2 separate regions of the Pan troglodytes genome follow, and region 1 is linked to region 2. Evidence: chromatin contacts called from public Hi-C data. All regions are on one chromosome and are shown on one strand. Each heading gives the region's core, a stretch centred on a gene start, on an enhancer-like site or on the middle of the called end of the contact. The rest is flanking DNA. Distances are from core to core; before and after follow the strand shown.

Region 1 (5,994 bases), core at 1,036-3,535, 620 kb after region 2:
CACCTAAACCTCTGGCAGTTAAAACCAAATTAATAACTCTCATCAATATGATAGCCAAATTTGAGACACTACCCACGAAATGCAGAGGGGCACACATCAGGCACATCAATATTGTGACCCCTCAGTTCACAAGTAAGGGAGACACACAATTATCTGAGATACACTGTAAGGACACCAATGACCAACATATGGCATCGCAATGGCTGTTCCAGGGAACATCCATTTTCACTGTTTCCTGGATTTCAGGCATAGAAAGATGACTGAAGACATATACTGGCCCTTTTGCCTTGACCCAATTCATAACCATTGCAAAAGTAACCATTTCGCTACTCAAAAGATTATAAAGAAACTCTATTTTTCCTAAGAATCTAGGATCTACTACCTATAATTCTGGCATACACATTCTTTACAACCTTAATATATAATTATCAAATCTGATAACGAACGTTCTGTAAATTACCAGGTACTACAATATTTTGGTGTTTGCCTTTTAACTAAAGCTGAGGGGGGAGAGTGGGGAGGTTGGAAGAAGCCTCATTTCACCTGCCCTTTCCAAAATTTCACTTCAAAAGAGTGTTAAAAAAACTCAGTGTATCTAGGTATAAATCTCCAAGTTTAATTTTCACTGCTTAACAAAAGCGATGTAGAAAGCAATTACTGTACCCTCCATTAATCCTTTCGGATTGCATGGAATTCCTTCCAGAAAATTCCAACAGAAAAAAAGTTAAGACAGGTAATCGCGTTTTGGTACGTGTGTCGTCTCTGGCACAAGTCATGTAGAGTGAAATCCTTTAAGACATTTAAATGTTCCTGGTATTGTTTTGTGATTAACGTGATAAAATTGCCAAACAATCCATATTTACCATGAGTGAAAACACTTCCACCACGTACGGAAAATCTCTCCAAAACACAAAATCTGATTCAAAAATTATAAGTAAAAAGAGAATAAATGTAAAAACAATTGCGTAAACAAACTTTGAAATGCGTATACGATGACATTACTGAAGCCATTACTCAAAACGAACCTCTGTAAAATCGAGAACGCACAATCAATGCAATAAGATGCTCGAGAAAGCCAAACCCGAGGCGCTGCGCAGTTCCCGCATCGCACAATTCGTTTCAACACATTCCTTGACGAATACACCCAAGGTCACTCACGATGGAGAGGAAAAGTGCCTGTCTCTCTCCAGAGCACGCAACCCGTTCGCCGCGCCCCCACGGAGGGCGGCGAAGAGACGGCGCATCAGGAAAGGGGCTGCGCGGGCGCGAGGACTGGCCGGTGGGCGTTCCGGCGCCGCGAACCGCGGAGCCTGCAACTTACAAGGTCCGCGGCCATCCCCCGGGCCTGGGAGAGGTGGCCCCAGGGCAGGCCCGCGTCCCCGGGGTGACCCGACCCGCCGCGCCGGGGTCCCGCCCCTCCCCCCGCCCCGCCCCCGTCGCCAGCCCGGGATTATGCAACGTTCCCCCTCCCCGCCTGCATTCTGGCGCAGCGCCCCCTCCCCGCGCCCGACTGCGCAGCGCCGCCGCCCCCTGCCCGCCGGCCTCCCCGCCCGGCTCCAAACAAAGCGCGCGCTAAGGGGCCGGCGGCGGCCGGGGAACTGGGGACGGGAGGGTGGCGGCCATGTTGGCGGGGGGCGGCGGGGATGGGGGGACGGAGGAGTGGGGGCCGGCGAACAAAGGAGCGCGCGCCCGCCCCGAGGCCCAGGCCCGCCCAGCCCGGGTCCCCGCCGCGGCCCGGCCGGCAGGGGGCGCTATGCGGGCGCCGCCCGCTGGACAATGCTCCGCCGGGCCCCGCGCTGGCCGCGCTCACCTGCGCCCCCGGGCAGACCGCCGCACCGCTGGCCCGCCCGCAGCCCGCACCCCCTCACGACCCACGCCCGCCCTGCGCGAGCCTCACCTGGTGACCGCCGAGGCTGCAGTCCACAGGCCCACGGGTACCGCCGTCGCTCGTTCGCGCTCCCGCTGGCCCCAGCCTGAGCCAGACGGCGCCTCCCCGCCCCCGCTCCCTCGCCGCGGACGCCGCCCGCCCCCCAACAGTCAGAGCGCACGCGCACTGCGCCCGCCGAACTGCGACGGCCGCGCCGCCCCGGCGCCTGGCGCCGACGGCCGACTGCGCAGGCGCAGTGGGGCGGGGCGGGGCCGGCGGGGGCGGGGCCTGGCCCCTCTCACCTGGCTGGCGGCAGGGCGGGGCTCGAGCCGGGGACTGCCAGGTGCGCGCCGGGAATGGGCGGCGGCAGGCGCGCGGGGCACAGGTTCCTGACGGGGCGCAGCTTTTCCCGGAAGGCAGGCAGCCTGAGAAGGGCTTCGTTTTTGCGCAGTAGGACGTTGAAGAAAGGACAAGCCCCCTTTGTCCTGGACGTAAGCCGCAAGTCGTCCAGAGTGGTGCACACCGCGAAGACTGAGGAAACTGGATCACAGGGCTGGGCCGTGAGCCTTGAACCTCGGAGAACGTCGCATTACTGCTCCAGCGCGCCGGTTCAGGGCCGCGGGACGCGAGCCCTTTAAAAGGATGGATTTGCTTCCTGTGACTCCCTGGAAGAGACGTCTTCACCACCGCACTACGTAGAGGCCGGCGTCGTCGCCCGCTCACCCCGCTTGCTGCCTCCCCGCACAAAGCCCAGCCCAGGTAGCTCAGGTTAGCTGGAGCCCCGGAGCCTCACCTGGCCTGGCCTAGGTTGTGTGGGGACGGGATGTGGCTTCTGCAAGCCCAGAAACCTGTTTCCACTCCCCCACCACAAATGGAACTCACCCAGCTCTACTCGCAAGGTTAGGAGCCAAAAATTCCCATGATCGCACGCGAATTCATTTGACTTCCGTTTCAGTTAAGATGCCTTTTCAGCATTTTGTTGCTTGTTTGCAGAAGGGAGAGAGGTAGGATCAAGAATAGTTTTTACTCCTGCAGAGTCGAGTGCGGGACTTGGAGGCTGAGTCCAGGCGCTCTCCCCTCCCCGCCAGTCCCGTGTCCTGGAGCAGGTCACTGACCCGGTTCCTCGAGTGCGACAGCGCAGCCTCATCATAATAAACCGCCTCCCAAAGCGTTGTCAGATCAAATTTCAGAACATGTTACTGGAAACCACCTTGAACACTCTAAACTGCAGCACAGTTATTAGTTAGCAATACTCTTTGGGGTTTCACTGGCACCTTTTCTAACAAATAAGAATGATAGATGCCTGCTCAAACAAATTGAAGTGCTTGTCTCAGATGACACACTTGGCAGGCATGGGACGTTCACAGGCCAACTAGAGGGCTAATTTCAAAACTGAGATATAAAAGTGTATCGCTGTACTTACAAGTTACCAAGTGTTGAGAAATTACTCACTTTCATTTGTGTATTTAATGTCTTTTTTGTTTTTTTAGACGGAGTCTCACTCTGTTCCCCAGGCTGCAGTGCAGTGGCATGATCTCGGCCCACTGCAACCTCCGCTTCCTGGGTTCAAGCAATCCTCACATTTCAGCCTCCCGAGTAGCTGGGATTACAGGCGCGCACCACCATGTCCAGCTAATTTTTAAAAATATTTTTAGTAGAGACGGGGTTTCGCCATGTTGGCCAGGCCGGTCTCAAACTCCTGGCCTCCAGCAATCCGCTGGCCTCGGCCTCCTGAAGTGCTAGGATTACAGGCGTGAGCCACCGCGCCTGGCCTGTTTAATGTCTTATAGTGGGGTCATCTCCGAAACAAAGAGGGATGGGAAGAAGGTAGGTGCCAAGAAGTCTGCTGGTTGGAAAATTTCATCTCATTGGTGAGATCCCTGGGTTTCTCCACCTCAGCAGTGTTGGCTTTTGGGATGGGATAATCCTTTCATGTGAGGTCTGTTCCATACTTTGTAGGATGTTTGACAGCATCCCTGGCCTCCACCCACTAGATGCCAGTAGCACACACACTCCTCCAAAATTCACGGAAAACGTCTTCAAAGTCAAATATGTAGCCCCACCTCCATCTCCGTCCCCAACCCCTGACTTAAAATTTGCCACTAGTGATGATCACATTGGGAGCTATTGAGAATACACAGGACTGTGGTTTACACCTGTAATCCCAACACTTTGGGAGGCTGAGGCTGGAGGATGGCTTGAGCCCAGGAGTTCGAGACCAGCCTGGGCAACATAGCAAGACCCCAACTCTAAAATAAATAAAATTTTTAAAAATTTTTAAAAGGCCAAGAACAGTGGCTCTCACCTGTAATCCCAGCACTTTGGGAGGCCGAGGCAAGTGGTTCACTTGAGGTCAGGAGTTTGAGACCAGCCTGGCCAACACAGTGAAACCCCATCTCTGCTAAAAATACAAAAATTAGCGAGGCGTGGTGGTGCACGCCTGTAATCCCAGCTGCTCCAGAGACTGAGGCAGGAGAATCGCTTGAACCCAGGAGGCAGGGTTTGCAGTGAGTCGAGAACTGTGCCACTGCACTCCAGCCTGGGTGACGGAGTCAAACTCCATCTCAAAAAAAAAATACACAGGATTGTGGCTCATGCCTGTAATACCGGCACTTTGGGAGGCCAAGGTGGGAGGATGGCTTGAGCCCAGGAGTTCAGGACCAGCCTGGACAACATAGCAAGACCCCAACTGTACAATAAATAAATAAAATTTTTTAAAATGAAACAAAGGCTGGCCAGCTGCAATGGCTCACGCCTGTAATCCCAGCACTTTGGGAGGCCGAGGCAGGCAGATCACTTGAGGTCAGGAGTTCTAGACCAGCCTGGCCAACATGGTGAAACCCCATTTCTACTAAAAATATAAAAATTAGCCAGCCATGGTGGCAGGCACCAGTAATCCGAGCTATTTAGGAGGCTGAGGCAGGAGAATCGCTTGAACCCAGGAGGCAGGGGTTACAGTGAGCCGAGATTGCACCACTGCACTCCAGCCTGGACAACAAGAGTGAGACTCCATCTCAAAAAAAAAAAATTAAAAATAAAAGAATGCACAGTCCAGTAATGCCACCCAGCCCTGTATCAGTAAAGGTCACACTCTAGAGTGGTACATATCTCAGCTGCATCTAAGGCCTTGCTAATTAGCTCATTAGAATGTCACAAATGGGTTTTTATATTACCCATGTATAGCTGCCAAAAATGTTTAAGTGAATCTAATCAAAGTTGGAAAAAAAAATAAGAAAAATCCAGGTTGGAAGACATTCAGCAAAACAATTTCCCTGCACTACACTCTAAAAAAAGTCAAGCTAGGGAATTGGTCCAGACAGATAACACAACTGGGTCGGTCCATTAAGTGACCCCTGATGCAGCACTGCATTGAAGGCAAAAAAGCTGTGAGAGAGATTTGAGGGACAACTGGGGAACTTTGTAGTTATATATGGACTATATATTAGACAGTATTATTGTATCATCATTAGATTTTTCAGTGTGACAGTGGCTATTTACAAGAATGCCCTAGTTCTTAGGATGTTAGTGCTGAATCATTAGACAAGAGACCTGATGGCTACAACTGACATATAAATGCCCCAGAGACTGATGTATTTTATATGGAGGTAAAGCAAATGTAACAAACTGTTAATAGTTGGTGGATCTAAGTGATGAGTCTAGGTGTGTTACTGTGCAGTTTTTTCAACTTTTCTGGAAAACGAACTTTTCAAAATAAAAAATTGGAAAAATAGAATTCAAGTTAATTTTTGAATTTCTAGGATACTAAGACACATTGATTCAACTTGCCAGGCAGCTCCTGCTGTCCTCCAACTTGCTAATGAAATGTTTTGAGAAACTTACCTATATAGCAAATTTCTTTTATTTTGCTTTTGTTATATTTTGGAGAAGGAGTCTTGCTATTTCGCCCAGGCCTGGCTTGAACTGTCCGTCCTTCACCTTGGCTTCCTGAATAGCTGGGGCTACAAGCATGCACCACCAACTGTGGCATATAGTTAATTTCTCTGCAGTTTCTCCACCATACTCAACTTCTAGAGATTGGATCAAAGGTTCTACATATATTTTTCCTCCTATAGCAAGCTTATTAAATACAAATTGGCATGTTAAAAACCTTGGCCGGCTGGGCGCGG
Region 2 (5,560 bases), core at 1,026-3,525:
CGGTGGCCACAGCTACTTAGCTGTGATGCCACAGGGGATTACTGACTTGCTGCTTTTCTAATATAAAAACAAACTCAACATAGAATCAAAGTGCTGTCTTGTGAATCTCTGCTCATTTCCTGGACAGCTTCCATTTCCTGAAGCAGACCCCTGCCCCACTGGCGTGGGAAGGTGAGCCAGGCCAGCCGTCCGCTTCTGCTTCTCCTTCATAGGCTCTTTCTTTGGCCCATCTGGGGGCACAAGCTCCTGGGTGATCTTGGCTGGCTCTTCTGTAATTTGCAGAAACCTGAAAACCATCACATAATTGGGCTTTGGAATATGATTAAAATTACGCAGGGACAAATGACTGAAAGGACAGGACACAGGGCTGGTGTGGGTCAGACCCACACATCTGGGGCCAGCCTTGGACAAGCCTTTTTGGGGAATTTGAACTTTTAAAACTTGGTTAACATGAGATTCATGTCAGTCTAAGGAGACCAGGGATGGCATGTCCACCTAGTTCAAAACAATGTCCTTGTACTGGGGGTTCAGTCTGAACCCACTTGTATAACCTGTTACCTGTGTGTTGTATGGAGATTCTATGTAGGTACCACATGGCAAACACCTGCAACACAAATTCTGTGTAACATAGAGATGTACGAATATACAAGCATCCATTCTACGCACAGGAAATGTAGTGTAAAATCATCAAAACACCATTCAGAGGCACACGGAGAATCACACAGCATTGTGTGGCCCACGACCTTCCCTCTCTGTGAACAACAGGGAGGGTGTCTAGGATGCAGCAGAAGGCAGTGGATGATGTCAGCAGCTTAGTACATCTGAAAGACTCTGGAGCCCAAAGTGGACAAGGCACGTTGTTTACACTGAAACGGGGTGGTGATTCCTTGGGCCCCCTCTGTAAGAGACATCCACACTGGGCAGGCTGTTGGTCAAAGTAAGGTAGATCTCCCGAGTCACAGCTCTCGAGGGGCTCCTGTGGAAGCGACGCATGCAATAAATAAGAACACAGCCGCAGAGCAGGGCTCATGGAGACGATCAGTTGCAGAAGATCCCATTCTGAAGTGCTGCGTTCTTGTCCATGATGCAGGATGAGGGGGCTGTGTGGGGCAGGTCTTCCTTGACCTTCGGAGAGTGGCTGCTATTGTTGCTGCTGCTTGATTTACTTCTGCTTGGGTCGAGCGCAGGCTGGATGGGTGAGGCGCGGGCCCCCCGTCCCCTGACCAGGCAGTTGCAGACCAGACGGAAGAAGGCCCGCCGCATCTCCTTGCTGGCCAGCGTGTAGATGACCGGGTTCATGGCCGAGTTGAGCACAGCCAACACGATGAACCACTGAGCCTTGAAGAGGACGGGGCACGCCTGCACCCTGCAGGCCACATCAATGAGGAAGAGGATGAAGAGTGGGGACCAGCAGGCGATGAACACGCTCACCACAATCACCACGGTCCGCAGCAGTGCCATGGACCGCTCTGAGTTGTTGTGGTTGGCCACCTTACGGCTGCTGGACTTCACCAGGAAGTAGATGCGTGCGTAGAGGATCACGATGGTCACCAGGATGGCCGTGAAGATGCTGATGCAGAAGGCAATGTACTTCTTGGAGTAGAGGGGCAGGATGGTAGAGCAGTCAGGGAGATTGTGCAGGCAGTTCCAGCCCAGAATGGGCAGGGCGCCCAGCGTGAAGGCAATGAGCCAGCACATCCCGATCAGGAGGAAGACGCGGTGCCTCTTGTTGGCGTCGTAAGGCCTCATTTTGATCATTGTCAAGTGCCGCTCGATGGCGATGGCCAGTAAGCTGCAGGTGGACGCCCCAAGGGCCACGAACATACTGCCCTCCCTGAGGAACCAGACCGTGGGAGACAGGCTGAACGTCTTCTTGCCAGACATCAGAATGTTGACCTTGTAAGCGATGCCGGCCAGCAGGTCGCAGAGAGCCAGGTTGCCAATGAAAAAGTACATGCGGTTGTGAAATTTATTGTTTTTCCAGATGGCAATCAAAACCATCAGGTTCTCCAAGACGATGAAGCTGCAGATGACCAAGAAGAGCACGGTGGTGAGCGTGCTGCCCTCGGAGGCCTCCTTCAGCCTGCCCGCCAACTTCCCCACGTACTGGTAATGCTCCCGCAGGGTCTCGTTCCCCCGCACCGGCTGGAGACGCGGCGGGAGGGCAGTTGCCATCACTTGGCATTCACAGACGATTAGCTCCAAAATCCACGAGAGGGCGCCCCAGGAACATTCATTTCAAAGGGAAGCGGGGCTGAGGTTCCGGCTTCAGTCAGCAAGGCGTGCAGGCCAGACTCCAGCGAGGGCGTTGAAAAAGGGCTCCTGCCAACAGATAAAAAGAGGGAGCGACCATTGATAAAACGATCGCCGCCTACGGGGCCACGGCAACGCTGTTGGAGAAAGGCATGAAAAACGTGGAAGTACTGGGATGGCTAGCCACGTCAGGCTGCAGAGAGGGTCTTTAGACACAGGCTAAATTCCTAAGTGATTGGGGGACACCATGGGAAGCGATTTGGTGTCTGGAGTTGCCGGGAAGGGAAATTCAGTGCATGAATTATTGAATCCTGTAACAAAGATACACAGACCCAAGTACAGCTTACATCTGGAAATCTCCAGGAACTAGAAAATGCTAACTAGTCCTCATCTAGGGCATGGGAGCTGGTGACCCATTATCCCAGTTACTCAGGGAAAAGCAGGATTTTCTCAGGACCAAAAAGCAGGATGGAATCTGAATGATGCCGGCTCAATTTCTAAAACCTCCCTGGTGAGTTTTACAGTGACATCGTGGGAAGCTCCCGCACTTCCCAGATGGCGTCCCCTGGATCCAGGCCCAGAAATCAGGTCTGTATGGGCTGTAGGTCGGCCTGGCAGAGAGCCCTGAGGCCTGACCATGCAGCCATCGAGGGACCAACAGTGCATGTCTGAGCAGTGCCCATGCAGACACCGCACTCGTGAGCAGTGAGTCCAGAGCCCAGCGAAGACAGAACATCAACCTGCAAAAACGGGACCCAAGTCTACAGATGATAAAGGAAGGACAGGAAAGCAGTGACAATCACACTGAGTCTGGCTTGAAATTCAGAGACCTGAATATCAAATAGAGCATGGGTGCATGTGAGCCAACAGAAAAGTGGCACATTTGGGAACACTGCGAGAGAGGGAAAGTGGTGAGTGAAGGCCTCAATGGATTCTGAATTCCAAACTCTTCCCCCACAAGACCTCAAACACTTGCACTCAACCACACCTGGTAATATCGATCAGCCTTCTGTGATATTGATGACGCCACACACCCAACTATCAAGGTAGAAATCGCTTTCAGTGGACTCACTTATTTTATTTTATTTTTTATTTTTATTAAAAAAAAATTTTCTTTTGAGACGCAGTGTTGCTCTGTCACCCAGGCTGGAATGCAGTGGCACGATCTCGGCTCATTGCAACCTCTGCCTCCTGGGTTCAAGTGCTTCTGCTGCCTCAGCCTCCCAAGTAGCTGGGATTACAGGCACCCGCCACCATGCGTGGCTAATTTTTGTATTTTTAGTAGAGACGGGGTTTCACCATGTTGGCCAGGCTGGGCTCGAACTCCTGACCTCAAGTGATCAGCCTGCCTCAGACTCCCAAAGTGCTGGGATTACAGGCATGAGACACAGCACCCAGCCATCATTTATTATTTGAGTATTTAAATATGTAATTAAGTTCAAATGAGGCTAATTTAAAAGAGCCTACTGTGTGTATCCAGTGAATTTTTTTTAACTTTTACGATGTTTGAACCGCAGCCCTAAATTTGCTTCAGAGACACATGAACAACTCACCAATACTATGGGCTCTGCATTTTAGGGTGTGATTGACTCTGAATCTCATCCACGCATGAGTTTATTCCCAGGTACAAATCAGTCCCTTGAAGATCCAGGGCTTGCCTGGGTGGGGCTGAGAAGCAGAGGTGGCTCCAAATGGTTTCTGTATCCTCGTGACCCTCTGGAGTGCTGAATGCTGTCAAAGCCCTCCTCTCCCTACATCAATTTGGGGGACCTGGATTTTCTGAGATGGCCCCTTGCTTCTTTGCAAAGATTTTTTTTCCAGTGTCCTGGAGCTTGGTGGTGTTGGTTGTTCTGGAAACCCCGGGGGCGGGGGGTTGGCGGGGGGTGGGATGTCTGAGCTGACGTCTGTGCTCTGCCTGGAACTGCCCTGACCCTTCCCAGCTGCCGCCTCCTGAAGTCACAGAGGCCTTGGGTCGAGGTCAGCTGGAATGCCAAGTGCTGGCAGAAAGGCTTATGTGTTGGCCAAGGCCCTCTGCTAACTGCAGAAAGAAAAAGCAGCCAAGTTCCAAGTCCAGGCTGATGATGCAGGATGAGAGGAGGTTGCCTGCCCAGATCTCTCCCATCACTCATGAGCCATGACAGGCAGCGCAGGGCCCTGGGCCTGCCTCCTCGAGCTGTGGCTCACCCATGCCAGCCCTACTTGGCTTCCCATTCACCTGAGAAGAGACCATGTCTTGCCTGTAGGTTCTCCTGGAGGCAAACAGGACAGTCCAGTGGGCAGCCTTCCCCCCAGCCCCTCCCTCTCTACCATTTCTGAATTTTATTTAAATCTTGCCCATCCTTCAAGCCTCAAGTCAAATTCCACTTGCTCTGTAACATTTTCTGGAATCATCCCAGCCCCTGGTGACTTTTCTCTGAGGCTGCATGCCACTTCTGAAAAAGTACTGCGAACTGTCTCTTTAAATGGGGCAATACCATAGTCAGCAGCATTTTCTGAGCACTGAGCTTATCCATTAACACAGGGACTTTCACCATGGGTAAGTTCACAGTACCCTCCCCAGCATCCTGTACACTGATGGGTGCTAAAAAGATACTGTCCTTTTAGTTGTTTTTGTTTGTTTGTTTTGTTTTGTTTTGTTTTTGGGATGGAGTCTCATTCTGTCACCCAGGCTGGAGTGCAGCGGCGTGATCCCGGCTCACCACACCCTCCACCTCCCGGGTTCAAGCGATTCTCCTGCCTCAGCCTCCTGAGTAGCTGGGACTACAGGCGCCTGCCACCATGCCCGGCTAATATTTGTATTTTTAGTAGAGACGGGGTTTCACCATGTTGGCCAGGCTGGTCTTGAACTCCTGACCTCAAGTGATCCGCCTGCCTTGGCCTCCCAAAGTGCTGGGATTACAGGTGTGAACTACCACACCAGGCCTAGTATTGCTTATTATTTCTTTCTTTCTTTATCTGTGAACAGGGACTGGAGAATCACTATTTCTGATTTTCACTTTGCTGGGTTTCCACCCCTGATCAGGGGCCTCTCAGGGACACATGTGTTATGCCTGGCATGCACCCTGGCATGAAGCCAGGTATGAGGACAACCTGGGCCATCAGGCTGTCTCCTGCCACCTCCAGTACCACTGCACAGTGCTGATGGGGGCCGCGAGGGCTCTGCCGTTTCCCACATGAACAGCCACTCATGCTCATGGAAAAGGCATGGAGCAAAGGCAGTCTGTGAACAGTACCCTGTGCCAGCATCCTCCCTCCCATAGCAACTGGGGCCAGAGCCCTCACCATGCTGCCAAATGGATGACCTGCC

Evidence for each region. A called contact is a pair of places that touch in the nucleus more often than the background predicts.
Region 1: a Hi-C map of stem cell-derived neural progenitor cells shows a contact between it and region 2, with 6 times the contacts expected there. The contact joins the promoter of SPIN1 here to the promoter of S1PR3 in region 2. A contact is called at or near these places in 1 of 7 Hi-C or Micro-C datasets (stem cell-derived neural progenitor cells) and 1 of 1 datasets of contacts at active chromatin or transcription factors (stem cell-derived excitatory neurons).

Annotation. Positions count from the first base shown.
Region 1 is chr11:50,089,247-50,095,240 of NHGRI_mPanTro3-v2.0_pri, forward strand. SPIN1 (spindlin 1) reads right to left here and starts at 2,286. Exons shown (of 6, transcript XM_016961098.4): 1 at 2,170-2,286.
Region 2 is chr11:49,473,846-49,479,405 of NHGRI_mPanTro3-v2.0_pri, forward strand. It overlaps S1PR3 (sphingosine-1-phosphate receptor 3), which reads right to left and starts at 2,276. Exons shown (of 1, transcript XM_054658249.2): 1 at 1-2,276. The coding sequence starts at 2,175. The coding sequence ends at 1,039.